Linked DNA regions of Sus scrofa: region 1 is linked to region 2. The links are chromatin contacts, called in public HiChIP or PLAC-seq maps. All regions are on one chromosome and are shown on one strand. The core of a region is the stretch at or near the end of the contact, and the rest is flanking DNA. Distances in the headings are between cores, read along the strand shown. Region 1 holds the start of NEK1 (serine/threonine-protein kinase Nek1). Region 2 overlaps CLCN3 (H(+)/Cl(-) exchange transporter 3).

Region 1 (7,712 bases), core at 4,903-7,402, 96 kb after region 2:
CCTGGCCTTGCTCAGTGGGTTAAGGATCCGGTGTTGCCGTGAGCTGTGGTGCAGGTTGCAAGCACGGCTCATATCCCGCCTTGCTGTGGCTCTGGCATAGATCGGCAGCTGTAGCTCTGATTAGACCCCTAGCTTGGGAACCTCCATATGCCAAGGGTGCAGCCCTAAAATACAAAAAAGAAAACAAACAAAAAAATAGAATACCACCCTGTTAACTCACCATCAACCAGTCAGAGGATTGTGCACAAGCTGATATGTACCCTGAGACCTCCCTTTCACACTGCCTTTAAAAACTCTTTCCTGAAAGCCATGGGGGGGTGTGCGGGGGAGTGTCAGGTCTTTTGAGCACTTGTGGGCCTTTCTCCTTGCTTGATGCCCTACAATGAACACTGAACTTTCCTTCACTACAACTGGGTGTCAGTAAATTGGCTTTACTGCTTGAGGGTGAGTGAATCCAAATTTGTCTCGGTAACATTGTACACAATTTCTTGATTATTAAAACAAACTTCTTGGAGTTCCCATCATGGCTCAGTGAAAACAAATCTGACTAGCACCCATGAGGATGTAGGTTCAATTCCTGGCCTCCCTCAGTGGGTTAAGGTTCTGGCATTACCAGGAGCCCTGGTGTGGGATGCACATGCGGCTCGGATCTGGCGTTGCTGTGGCTGTGGTGTAGGCCAGCAGCTACAGCTCTGATTCAACCCCTAGCCTGAGAACCTCCATACGCTGCATGTATGGCCCTAAAAAGACAACAAAACCAAACAAAAACCCCAAAAGCAAACAAACAGACAAAAACTTTTTTCTTAAATAGATGTGTTGAATGAGAAATCCATGATTTAATGGAAAAGAAATATGTAGGTAGACACAGACATAAATAGTAAATGCAGCATGTGATAAAGTTTATATTTCAAATCAGTGGAAAAGGAAACCACATTTAATAAGCGATGCTGGCAGAGGAGTTCCCTTGTGGCACAGTGGGTTAAGTATCTGGTGTTGTCACTGTAGTGGCTAGGGTCACCGCTATAGCGTAGGTTCAGTCCCTGACCCAGGAACTTCAGCATGCTGCAGGTGGCCAGAAAAAAACAAAAAAAATGGAAGAAAGAAAAAGAAAAGAAAAGGGGAAGTGGTATTAAAGCCAGACACACAGGAGGAATTCAAAAATTTTGCGAAATTGGAAGTTTCCTTGTGGTGCAGCAGGTTAAGATTCTGGCATTGTTGCAGCTATGGTGCAGCAACTGCAGGGCAGTTTCTATCCCTGGCCAGGGAACTTCCACATGCTGCAGATTTGGAAAAAAAAAAAAATCACAAAATTAAGAAACATCCAGAGGTAGCGGAAATAAGCAGTTTGTGTACAAAGCTACTGGGGATTGTGACTTTCTTAAGCTTCTGAAAAGTAACCCAGGATGTGATAGATAGTCTGAAAACACGGCCACCTTGAGTCCTCTCCTCCTGATAAATCTTTTTTTTTTTTTAATTGTTATTTTACTGCCATGGCATGCAGCTGCTTGATGTGGAATCTCAGTTCCCAGGCCAGGGATTGAACCCGGGGTTGCAATGATGACAGCGCCGAGTCCTAACCACTAGACTCCCAGGGAACTCTCCTCCCTGCGAAGCTTGACTGGCCTTGAGATTTGTTTTCACTGGGAATGTAGCAGAAGTGAAACCATACCCATTTGGGGCTCACCTTTAAAACGACTGGCAGATTCTATTTCTTCCTCCTGGGAAGCCAGCTGTTCTGAAAGGGGTGTGGCTGTCTTGAGACAGTAGTGTTGTGGTTTTGTAGTGTCGTGCCCTGGACACCCGCCTGCTTGGAGGGGGTGTCATGGAGGAGCACCAAGGGGCCAGATGCATGCTCCAAGTTTCTGGAAGCATCTAGGCAGCACAGTCACCAGCTGGAGGAGCCTAAGGGAGTGATCCCAGCAAGGGCCCCTCTGGGCAAATGTACCATATAGCAGAACCCTGCTTGATTGCTTGGCCCCCAAATTGTGAGAAATGATAAATCATTGTTGTTTTAAGCCACTAAGTTTTAGCGTGGTTGTTATAAAGAAATATATGACCAAAGCACAGGAGTACCTGTTAAATTGAAGAGAAAACAAACAAACAAAAGCACACCACTTTTTGACCCAGCAAACCCACTTTTAGGGAACTCTCCTTCCGAAATAACAATACCAGTGGAGACCATCTCTATGTCTATTGAGAGGGATGTAATTAAATAGATTTCCCTGCATCCATATCATTGAGCCCTGTGTCATTATCAAGAAGTAGTTGAGGAGTTCCCGTCGTGGCGCAGTGGTTAACGAATCCGACTGGGAACCATGACGTTGCGGGTTCGGTCCCTGCCCTTGCTCAGTGGGTTAACGATCCGGCGTTGCGGTGAGCTGTGGTGTAGGTTGCAGATGCGGCTCGGATCCCGCGTTGCTGTGGCTCTGGCGTAGGCCGGTGGCTACAGCTCCGATTCAACCCCTAGCCTGGGAACCTCCATATGCCGCGGGAGCGGCCCAAAGAAATAGCAAAAAGACCAAAAAAAAAAAGAAGTAGTTGATCTCTCAGTAGATTAAGAACCAGGCATAGTGTTGAATGTGGGTTCAATTCCTGGCCTCACTCAGTGAGTTATGAATCTGATGTTGCCACAACTGTGGTGTAGGTCTCAGATGTGGCTGGGATCTGGCATTGATGTGGCTGTAGTGTAGGTCAGCAGCTGAAGCTCTGATTCGACCACAGGCCAGAGAACTTCCATATGCTGCAGGTGCAGCCTTAAAATAAAAAATAAATAAATAAATAAATAAATAAATAAATAAATAAATAAAGGAATTAGTTGATCTCTGTAGAAATGTTCATGATTTACTGTTAAATTTTTAAAAATGCAGGTTGTGAAATAATGCGTATGCCCACGGCAAGGAGTAGTTTCCAGGCCAGTGACTGAACCTGTGCCACAGCAGTGACAATGCTGGATCCTTAACCCACTGTGCCACAGGGGAACCCCTTGTAAACTCATTTTAAAAAATTAAAACTAATATATATGACTACAAGGTCATCTATGTTTTTATGAGCTTAGAGCCGAATGTGGGTTATATGTGTGAAACTCAGTGGCTTCCTGGAGGAGTGAGCACAGGGTGAGTTCTGGAGACTGACTGAAGGCCTTACCTTTGTATGTTTATGTTATTGGGCTGTTGTAAGGAACAAAGTCTTTTTTGTTGTTTGAAAGAAAAATCCAACAAAATATTTAAATAAGAAGACTCAAAGAACCCCAAACACATTCTCATTGTAAACAGAAAAAAAATTATACAAGTATATGAACCAGAAAGGGAAATAATCAGGTAATCCTTTTAACACAGATTATGAAACCAAGTCCCCTAAAACCCCTAAAGCCAAATTTCCTTACTGAGATTATGATTCTTCTCTTCACCCAAAACTTCATTCCCTTTCTTGTCCCCTCTGACCTCCATCCCGTGCTGACTGAACTCTAATCAACCAGAATCAAATGACTAAAACTGCTGTCGTGATAACGTCATTAATGTACTAAAATTGCTACTCTAGATATCATCATTAACTACAGACTCAGGTTGTTTCTCCAGGGCAAGATGAACTCACACCCTGCCGCTTGCCATGGACCACCGGACCAGAGTCATAAACCAGAGACATCCTGACTCCTGAAACCGAGATTAAGACATGTCACGAGACAATGATTAGCCTCAGCCTCTTTGTTCTTCCCTTTAACAAAACAAAACAAAACAAAACCCAACTCAGGCACCAAGAGGGATTCAGTCTGAGGCTTGTCTTCCACTCCCTTGCTTGGGGAGGGTAATAAAGCCTTTGCCGCAAACTCCCAATGTCAGAGTTTGGCATTTTGCCCTGTGGGCACGCCTTTGCTTTGTTAAAAAGTAACCTGATTTATTCAACAATAAATCAAGGGCACTTTTCTATGTCAATAAAAACAGATCCCAATCATCCTTTTTAATGTTTTCAGAATACACCATTGTTTGGATATATTGCAATGTATTCAGTCAATTTCTTATGGTTAGACACTTAGAGGGTTGTGAATTTTTTTGCTTATAAACACTGATGGTTACCTTGTATATGTATCTCTGCCCACTTGTCTTAGAAGTGAATATGCTGTCAAGGATATGCCTATTGGTAGCATTCCTTCTGCAAAGACAACAGCAGTTTATGTGCTCACCAACAGTTTATGATAGGAGCCTAAAGAAGTATCTGACTAATCATTCTTCATGAAAGCTGCAAAGAGGAATTTACTTAGATTAGCAATGGCAACGTTTTCACATTGCTTTGCTGTACAAAGGAATGTGGGTGGAATTGGAATTACTGTGCATTAAGACAAAATTCCTACTAACTGGGGGTGGGCGGGGACACAGGAGGTTAACCTAGAAGTCAGGAAATGAGGAAAACAGGTCTTTTGCAGGGAGACTAAGGGGGCATACTAAAGCAGACGTCCCCAGATTGCCAGGTTGGATGACTTGCAGTGCCATCTTCTGGCAAAGAGGCAAAAAGAGTTCAATTTCCATGCCAGCAATAAAGCATCTCGTTTAAGCACGACTAAGCCAGACTGGCAGGGGAACCCAGAAAGGTCTCAGTCCTTGGTGTTTTGGTGAGAGAGAAGGAAGCAGATTTCTTGGTAGCAAAGATCTGAATCATTTACACCTGAGGCCTCTGGCAAAACTCCTCCATGCCACATACAACACATACAACCTGGAGGGTAACTAAGGTGGATACACCATCATCCTCCTTCAGCTTCAGGTTTGGATTCTCCAGTATCTTGGGATTACTCTAGGGAAGGCAGTTTAGCCAAAGGGCTACCCAGGGTGACACTGCGCATGATCCGTTATTACAGAAAAGACTGTCTCTATCTTTGAAAGTCTTGCAATGAAGAAAGGTAGTTAGACTACTAAATCTTTCAATACACGGGCAGAACCTATTAGATATGATAGTGTAGAAAATTATATTTATTAGTTTTTTTAAAATTTTTTCTTTTTAAATCACATTGTACTTAATTTTTTTGAGACCTAAAAATAGTTTCTTGCTTCAACCATCCAAGACAGACTAAGAATAGGCTTGCTTTTATTTTATTTTTAATTTCATTTTTTATGGCTGCACCCATGCCATGGGGAAATTCCCTGGTCATGGATCAAACCAGAGTGATAGCAGTGACCCAAGCTGCTGCAGTGACAACACTGGAACATTAACCCACTGAACCACAAGAGAACTGCTACGCTTGCTTTAAAAAACATTCTATTTATTTTTTTCATTGAGGTATAATTGATGTACAATATTATATGTTTCAGATGTACAACATAGTGATTCAAAATTTTTATGTTATACTTCATTTATAGTTATGACAAAATAATAGCTATATTCCTCTGTGCTGTACAATAGTATCTTATTTATTTTATATAGCAATTGTGTCTATACCCATACCTTTCTCATAGCCCTCCCCCTGGTGACCACTAATTTGTTCTCTACATCCATGAGTCTGTTTCCTTTTTGTTGTATTCATTAGTTTGTATTATTTTTTTTCGATTCCACATGGAAGTGATAACATACAGTACTTGTTTCTGACTTATTTCACTTCAGGCTTGCCTTTTTTTTTAAGGGCCACAGGTTCAGCAAACGTAAATTTCCAGGCTAAGGGTTGAACTGGAGCTACAGCTACTGGCCTAAACCACAGCAACCAGATCTGAGCGACTACTACAGCCTACACCACAGCTCTCCACAAAGGATCCTTAACCCACTGGGTGGGGCCAGGGATTGTACCCGCCTCCTTATAGATACTAGCCGGGTTTGTCTCTGCTGAGCCACATGGGAACTCTAAAACTTGCTTTTTAAAGCAAAACTAGTTTTCAAAACGTGGCATCCTAAAAAACATCCAAGTTAAAAAAGTCCCTTTCTCTTTGTAGTACGTGTATGCACGAGTTTATCATATGCTTTACTCCATACCACTTTCTAGCAGGTTCTGGCCCTCCTCTGTGCTGCACTCTCGCGAGGGAGCCAACCGGCTGAACCTCTCCACTCCGCTCCTCAAGCACCTGCAGTGCCCCTCCCCGCCCCGCCCAGGCCCAGTCCTACCCAGACCCCGCCCCGCCCCGCCCCGCCCCGCCCCGCCCCGCCCCACCCACGACTCGCCCATCCTTCCCGGCCACCCCCGCTCCGCGTCGGCTCCCGCGCGCTGACGTCACACGGCCGCGCCGGGGACGCCCCGCCCTCTGCACTGGCTACAGATTTTGGGGCGCCGGGTATGGAGTCCTGAGCTTGAACTGCCCAGCTCTTCTTTGCGTCGCCCGGTGTCCAGCGCCCGCGTGGCGCGGCGCGGGGGAAAAGCCGGCAGATAGCCCCCAAACCCAATGAGTCTGCTTCGTGAGGCCGCCGGCAGCCGCGTCTGAGAAGTTGGGGGGCGGCGCCCGGGGCACTCCCCCCGCCGCCGTTGCCAGGGGCTGGGAAGCCAGTTTGTGCCTCCCGGTGGCGCGGACCGGTGTCCCGGGGCGTTGGCCCGGGCGGCGCGGGCTGCAGTGGGGGACCGGCAGGATCCCACCGCCACTTCCTGACGGGGCCGGGCGCTGCGGTCACGAACTCGGTTCTTTTTCAGGATGTCCTTTTTGGACCGCGGGAGAGTGCTTCTGCCTCGCTGACCCCGCGGGAATACGGCGACACGGTCGGCGCCTATCGACCCTCACGGCCGTTGCTGCCCACGACCTGGGTCCAAGGTGAGTGGCTCTCAGGGAAGCGGCGACGTGCAGAACAGTGCAGTCATTTTGGAAACGGGGAGCCCTTGTCTAGACTTTCTGATGTGGAGGTTGCAGGGATCCTCACCTGAAGTGCACGGGAAATAGTAACCGCATCTCTTCAGTGTTAATTCTCCAGGGAACAGTGTGCGTTACTAAGCAACTCTTTGACATTATTTAAAAACTTGCAGTGATAATGGATTTAAAATAATAGAAGTGTTGTTACCGGTAAGTCATTTATATTTCTTAGAATTTCTTCATGTATAATTTCTACATGCTTAAAATTTCTGTATGTAGAGAATTAAAAGTTCTGTTAGAGTTCATCGTAACTTTTTTTTATACAGGCCTAATTTTTATTTTCTAATATAAGGTCTGTCCCCAAGAAGCGGAAGAGTTTTTATTGCCATGGTAAATTACATCAGAAATAATCATATGAAGGGTTGAAGGTAATATCCAGTATATGCTGGTAATGGCCTTTTCTTATGATGCAGCAGTATTGTAGACACCATGGAGGGATGCCAGATAAGGAGAGAATTAGTTCTTTGTTTCTGCTGTAGATTTGTCTGACATTAGAGGATCCACAGATCTGTTTTAATATTGAAAGGTAAGGAGCCTATTTTGTGGGATAACAGGTTTTTGCACATTGAGTCACCTTTAGGCGTTTACTAAAGGTTACAGAAGTTGGCCACAGGAGTTGTTTTGAGGTCATTTTAATAATAAATTAGCGTTGTATTCAAAGTTAATTTTACTCTGTCTAGTGTCCTACCTCTAACCTAAGTCATGGACATGACACCATTTCATGAATATAAACTTTACATGTTGGTATTTTCCACTAGGAAAGTTGTTAATTGTTATCTGAATTGTCTTAGAGAGAGGAATAGACCTAAAGAGAAGAAAAAACGTATTTTGAAAAAAGTGTAATAGGAATTCCATTTCTGCTTTCTGCTTTTTTGAATTATGAGAAATAAGGCAGGGACTTCC
Region 2 (6,776 bases), core at 2,793-5,292:
GAGCTGTGCTGCACCTCCTCAGAGGCATAAAGGGGTCCAAGTAGCAAATGTCCACCTGCCCTGCCTCCTTTCCAGAGAGGGGTGGTATTTATCATCTGCACATTCTGTACAAAGCACCTTTGTAAGGGGCTGGATCCTCTGAGTGTACAGAGCTTCAAGCAGCCCCAGGCGGCGCAGGGGAAGAAGCCCCTCCACGCACAGCCAGCCCTGCCGTCACCAGAAAGAGCAGCACAGGGGGAGAGCAGCCGAGAGGAGGGGGAAGCAGGCCCCAGGCCCCTCTGACACCTGCCAGATCAAACTGTCCCCTGCCTCCTGTGGAGCAGCAGCGCAGCTTACATATAAATGGCAGGAAAAACAATGCGTACATTTTAAATACACAAGTGTTTACCTGCCAGAAGTTTATTTAAAAGATTTGTGGATGGAGACCATAGAAAAGAGGAAACAGGAGCATTTGCAAAAGGTTTTTAGCTAATTCACAAATTTCATTTAATTATATATTACTTCCTTCATTACATGACCAATCAAATAGTAAATAGAAAAATTCTAAAAGTTAATGCTCTGAACATGAAATACACAAAGAGCAGAAGTTTCTGCAGGGCTCCAAGCACTTCGGCCGTGGCCCTGAGGAAATGCCCTGGGCCCTATGCCCAGACACTGCCCGCCTCCCACCAGCTCTGACGTGCTCCTGACAAGTGACACTGTCTGCTGTGGCAGAGACCTGCAAGCCTGACTGGGAGGGAGCAGGCCCTGCGACAGGGGAAGGCACAGCCCGGAGAGGATGCGGACGCACTCACCCGTTGTGGGTGACGAGGCACTGCCGGAGGCCCAGCTTGCGGAAGATGTCCACCACGATCTCCATGGGCGTGTGGTCGGTGACCGTGAACGGGCTCATGTCCAGGATGCTGCGCAGCTTCAGCGGTCTCGGGCTCTCCGCCGGGAGTGACGGTGTGTGCTGCGCAAAGCACACTCGGGAGCTGCCCACGATGCCCTCCTGCTTTTTCCTGGCGCTTTCTGAAGACAGGGAAGACCACAAGTTAAACATTGATAGCTTTTCTTTCTCTTGTTTTGTTTTACAGGCAGCCTGCTTATTCAAGAGATTTAGAAAAATAAATGAATGTCTCCCAAGACTTTGGGTCCCTGCCTTTTTTCCTATCTTCCTAATCAAGAAAAAGTTGACCTAAAAGCCAGTTAGCAATTTCTTATAGTTGAAAGAATTAGAATCCACCAAAACCAAATCACCTTCAGGAAAGAAAAGTACTTTGGGTATAATTACATCACGGGATAGTTTTCCTTGCTGTTTTCTAACTCTGGGGAAAAGGAAGCACTGGAACACGGGACTTTCAAAGTCTCACAGATAACAAGGGCACCGATTACCATGGGAACCTGTACCCAAGCAGCCTGCCTATGCTCCAGGCTACTCCTCCCACTGTGGGGATGGCACCACAGGGGACTTCATCTTGTCCCTGCTGCAATGTGCTATCAACCTCCCACCCCTGTGGACCAAAGAACTCTTCCTCTTTCTAGTGTCTAAACTTAGTGCTCCAGGCGAGTCACCAGGGGGATGAGACCACAGCCACACTCATGACGCACAGGCTGACTTTTCAGCTCTTATCTGCAGAGATGGTTAATTCCCCCTTGCAGGGCTTTGCCTCCAGTGCTCCTGCCCTGAGCCTACCTCCACGGCCATCTTGGATGGAGCGAGACCACAAGTGGCCAAGATGCAGAAAGCTGCAAACGAAGAACAGAGACTACAGGATGGAGGAAACCCACAAAATGGGGTGAACACACAAGACAAATGAAATAGTTTATGTTCCTATCTTGAGTTGGTATAAATTCAAAACTGTGTACAAATATAGTATTTGTCATACTGAACATATTTTGAACATGCATTTTGCTACAAAAATATTTATGTCAAAATAATAAGCATCCAACCTAAATGGAGCAGAATAATAAGTAAAATAATAAGCATCCATCCTAAATGGAGCACAGACTGCACACCAACACTGCAGCTTTCCAGGCCCTGTTTAACCTGCTGTGGCCTGCAAGTAAGAAGGCAGGAGGTAAGTTCCACTAAGTGAGTCCAAAGCCTAAGAAGGGCGTGGACAAGAAGGCCAGAATGGTTTTGAAAAGCGCTCCTTAAGCTGCTTTTAGCCCACAGAAGCATCTGGCTAATGGCCTGTGCAGGGTGCTAAGTATGTCAGCATGTATGGCAGTTAAACTAACCCCAATCATCAACGTGAAACACCTTGGAAGAGCAAGGTGAAGGTACGCTGAGAGACTTAAACACTTAATGATAAAACAATTGCAGAAATTTTTAGAAAAAAGCAATTATATCTAATTGATTCGTTTACCTGCTTACTGGAATGTTCTCAAATACAAGGCACAAGGATAGGGAACATTCAACCTCTGAGTTAAATTTGTTATCTGAAGAATATCACTTTCACATGAATCCAGTAATTACTTTAAAAAGCACATTCACTGAACACTTACTAAGTGCCAGGACATCTGCTAGGTTTTTTTTTTTTGAAAATAAAATTTTTTGAATGCCATTCATTCAAAGGCCTTTAAGCCAAAAGTTATCATCAGAGTTTTCACTTTATTTTTATTTTTTGTCTTTTTAGGGCCACACGTGTGGCACACAGAGGTTCCCAGGCTAGGGGTCAAATCGGAGCTAGAGCCGCCAGCCTACACCACAGCCACAGCAATGCCAGATCTGAGCCACATCCTGCGACCCCACAGCTCATGGCAACACTGGATCTTTAACTCACTGAGCGAGGACAGGGATTGAACCCACGTCCCCATGGATACTGCTAAGCCACAGTGGGAACTCCAGAGTTTTCTCTTTCTGACAAGATTCAGACTTTTTCTCTAGGAGTGCACACATTAGTTACACTTCCAGGAGAATGGGAGTGGTTCTATTCCAAAGAAAAATTTTATAAAGTTAATACAAATTTTACCTCCAACCTTTAATATAAAATTATCCCCCCCCCCAATTTTCACATTTCATTGTTCCTATTTGTGTTACTATCAAGGGATTAGATTCTCAAAACTCACAAAGAAGCAAGGTACAAAGCTGTCTGGGAGTGCCTGTCGTGGTGCAGTGGTGAATGAATCCGACTAGGAACCATAAGGTTGTAGGTTTGGTCCCTGCCCCTGCTCAGTGGGTTAAGGATCTAGCGTTGCCGTGAGCTGTGGTGTAGGTCGCAGACGAGGCTCAGATCCCGCATTGCTGTGGCTCTGGCATAGGCTGGTGGCTACAGCTCCAATTCGACTCCTAGCCTGGGAACCTCCATATGCTGCGGGAGCGGCCCAAGAAATAACACACACACACACACACAAAAAAAAAAAAAAAAGCTGTCTATCCCCTTCATTTTTAACCATATGAACAGGTTCCAAAATAATCACCATGGCATCTCCAACTCTTTCACTTGTATTTATTTTAGAAAGCAAAAATCTCTACATTCATAAAAGATGTTTCAATTAACTGAGCAGGTACAAAGTTAACTGTAGCTCCTACAAAGAGATCAACAAAAGGCTGGTCCACAGACTGCAGTTCATACTCGTGTAAATCTTTTTTCAGGGTCTAAGGCTAATAAGAGATCCTCTCTCCCAGGTGCACAAGCTAAAGCTCACTCTGAACAGAAGACAGTGGCTGGGGAGAAAAGCATAGCGAGAGACGGCCTGCCACGTCCATTCTAATCGTGTTCCATATGTCAACAGTATTCACGTTCTCATACATTAACCTTCTCCCTGTAAAACTCACAGCTCCTAGGACAGACACAGAAAGGTGCAAGTACACTTCTGTACCTTCGGGTGGAAAACAGGAAGGACGTTTCAATTCACCCTATAAATATTCTCAATATATGCTTCATTTTAAACAAATCACTTGCACAGCCGGACACAAAAATGCAGGAGGAATGTCTCTCTCCATAGGACTAAACATGAACCTGGCAAGCTGTCACTGGGTCCTGCTGAGAGTGCACAGCATAACCACTATGGCCACTATCTGAAAACGTCTTACAAAATTACAAGCACACTACTCTCTGACCCAACACTTCCACTTCTGGAACTTCCCTACATCTGTGCATAAGCAAAACATCAACTACACAAGGTTATCAAAAAACATGAGGCAGCAATTTTTACCACAGCAGAACCACATTAAACCACGAGTGGGAGGGAGGCTGAATGTAAAAACTCTGATGCAGCCCATGGTATGTCCACTCAGTGGACTGCTCTGCAGCTGTTAAAAATGAAAGCAGAAAACCTCACACAAAAGATGACCAAGATTTGCAAAGACGACTGAGAAACCACTCTTGAGTGAAAAACAACAAGCTACACAACAGCATGTACTGGATAGCATGGTACAATTTGTTTAAAAAAGTAAAAAACATACATACATACTTAGGAAAGCACAGAATGATATCCACAGAAAACCTAAGAAGCCAAGCAGACGGCTGCCTATGGAAAGTTAAACTGGTGACCATGAGGTCATGGGTGAGAGCTTTTTCACTATATACCTTTCGTCTTCTTGAACTATGTCAACATACCATCAATACATAAACTAAAAAAAGGAGTTACCATCATGGCTCAGCGGTTAAAGAACCCAACTAGGATCCATGAGGATGCGGGTTCAATCCCTGGCCTTGCTCAGTTAAAGTTAAGGATCCGGGATTGCCATGAGCTGTGGTATAGGTCACAGATGTGGCTCGGATCCAACATTGCTAAGGCTGTGGTGTAGGCTTGCAGCTATAGCTCCAACTGGACCCCTAGCCTGGTAATCTCCATATGCCATGGGCACAGTCCTAAAAAGCAAAAAAAAAAAAAAAACAAAAAAAAAAAACCAGAGGATTTTGGAGTTTCTGTCGTGGCTCAGCAGTTAGGGAGCCTGACTAGCATCCATGAGGAAGCGGGTTTGATCCCTGGCCTCTCTCAGTGGGTTAAGGATCCGGCATTGCCGTGAGCTGTGGTGTAGGTCACAAACACGGTTCAGAAGTGACATTGTTGTGGCTATATAGCATGGGCTGGCAGCTACAGATCCAATTGGACGCCTAGCCTGGGAACCTCCATATGCCACAGGTGCGGCCCTAAAAAGACAAAAAAAAAAAAAAAAAACAAACAAACAAAAAAACCCGAAAAAATAATTTTAAATAACACAAAAACTCCAGAGTTTATAAATAAATTTTGGGGAAACTTATCTTGAGTTTTCTCATTCCTGGATATAACATATAGCTCACTAGTTAGGCATTCTTTTTTGTCCTTCGATAAAGTATTTCATAGAAATACATATATCAATTACATATTACATCTTATATATAATATGTATTTTAGCAATATTATATATAAAACCTAGAGTACAGGTCTATTTTTTCCCATTCAAAACAAAAACATTACAAAAATATATGTTGGTAAATACTTAAGGTGTGTTAAAAAAGGTCACCATGTAATTAACCTTTTTGATGACACAATTTGGTATTTCCTGTGTCTAAAGTACGCTACTCCCTTAAACGGACACTTGCTATCCTAATACTCTATTTCTCAAGACAGTAACAAAACTTTTAAAAGTATATCCACAGAATCAATGGGAATGTAAATAATTCTTAACTTTACAACTTTCCTCTTGTTCTTTTAAAAACCTGGGCTTTTTCCTTTAAACTTTGACATAAATTCCAACTTTTTAACCCTTGTCTTTTTCATTTTTTCATTCCAACTTTCTGACTTGTCTATTTAAACTTACAGAGTAGAAAGGGAAGCACAGAAACTCCTCTCTGACCACAGGGTGGCCGCAGTGCGGGCCGAGAAGCTCAGGCACCTGTTCACAGCCACACCAACCATACGCTGGGCCTTTCTAGCAACTACTATTCTATGGCCTAAAGAGAAACTGGGAATGATGGCCTTGCTAGGCTCTGGAAAAGCCTTCCAGAGATGCAGCTCTTTCCTTAACTAAAATGGATAGTCTCTATGGGCTCTGTTCTTTCTTCTTTCTGCTTTAACAGCTCTTATAAACTAAGTGTCCAGGCTGAGCTGAGAAACACTCCTCATTGACATACCTAGTCCTCCCACTTCAAATGGCACAAGAACTGAAATATTCTACGGTCTCTGTAATAGTGAAAGAGGTTAAGTTGGAGGGACATGGCAGGTTTGTGGGAATGACCCTGGGGACAGGTGAACACTCTACCTTCTCAGCTCAGATCTTCTAATGTACCCTGGGGAGTTTCAAAGCAAGGCCTGGAAGAAGACCCCTCTATCACCTCCGGGCTTGGGGAGAGGAGTCAGGTTGTACGGAAAAGGATTAAAGCCTTCCTGGCCTCCCTGCCAGCACTGCAGGACTGCAAGGGAAGAGGGTAATTAAATTCTGGAGGAGCAAAATGGGCTTCCTCCTCAGAAAAAAAATGTCATTTACCTCCAAGAAATAACACAGTATTGCTGACGCCGTTAAACTCTATTTTCAGGAATGTCAGCACCAAAAAGGACTTAATATTTGTCAACCTGGCCCTTAACCAAAAACAAAAACTTGATCATTATTTTTTCACTTATATATTACAAGTTATACCATAAATCTGATTCTAAAAACTGAAAAAGCAAAACCCTGTGGATCTGGTATAAAACAGATCAAAGATGATGGAATATTTAGTAACCTTCATTCAAATACACCAACTTTATTAAGTCTAAGAAGTATTTAGCGGAATGCCCTGGCACTTACTTATTTACTAAGGCCTTACACGATGTGCTGTTATGAATATCGTCAACTTAACAAGACTCCTCTGAGCGAGAAAAGA

What was found. HiChIP or PLAC-seq counts read pairs in DNA pulled down with a chosen protein or histone mark.
Region 1: an H3K27ac HiChIP or PLAC-seq map of alveolar macrophages shows a contact between it and region 2. The contact joins the promoter of NEK1 here to the enhancer-like site in region 2. A contact is called at or near these places in 2 of 5 promoter capture datasets (fetal liver and liver), 4 of 47 Hi-C or Micro-C datasets (embryonic fibroblasts and skeletal muscle) and 1 of 2 datasets of contacts at active chromatin or transcription factors (alveolar macrophages).

What each region holds. Positions count from the first base shown.
Region 1 is chr14:20,138,479-20,146,190 of Sscrofa11.1, forward strand. It overlaps NEK1 (serine/threonine-protein kinase Nek1), which reads left to right and starts at 6,153. Exons shown (of 33, transcript XM_021072853.1): 1 at 6,153-6,245; 2 at 6,596-6,713.
Region 2 is chr14:20,045,054-20,051,829 of Sscrofa11.1, forward strand. It overlaps CLCN3 (H(+)/Cl(-) exchange transporter 3), which reads right to left. Exons shown (of 13, transcript XM_001926134.7): 12 at 795-1,011. Among named protein-coding and RNA genes, the nearest start is that of CLCN3, 79 kb to the right of the region's middle. Within about 2 kb of position 4,043, at least 1 of the 83 cell types and tissues checked has an H3K27ac peak or open chromatin away from gene starts, as enhancers often do. A contact at or near this core is called in alveolar macrophages, where this site is marked.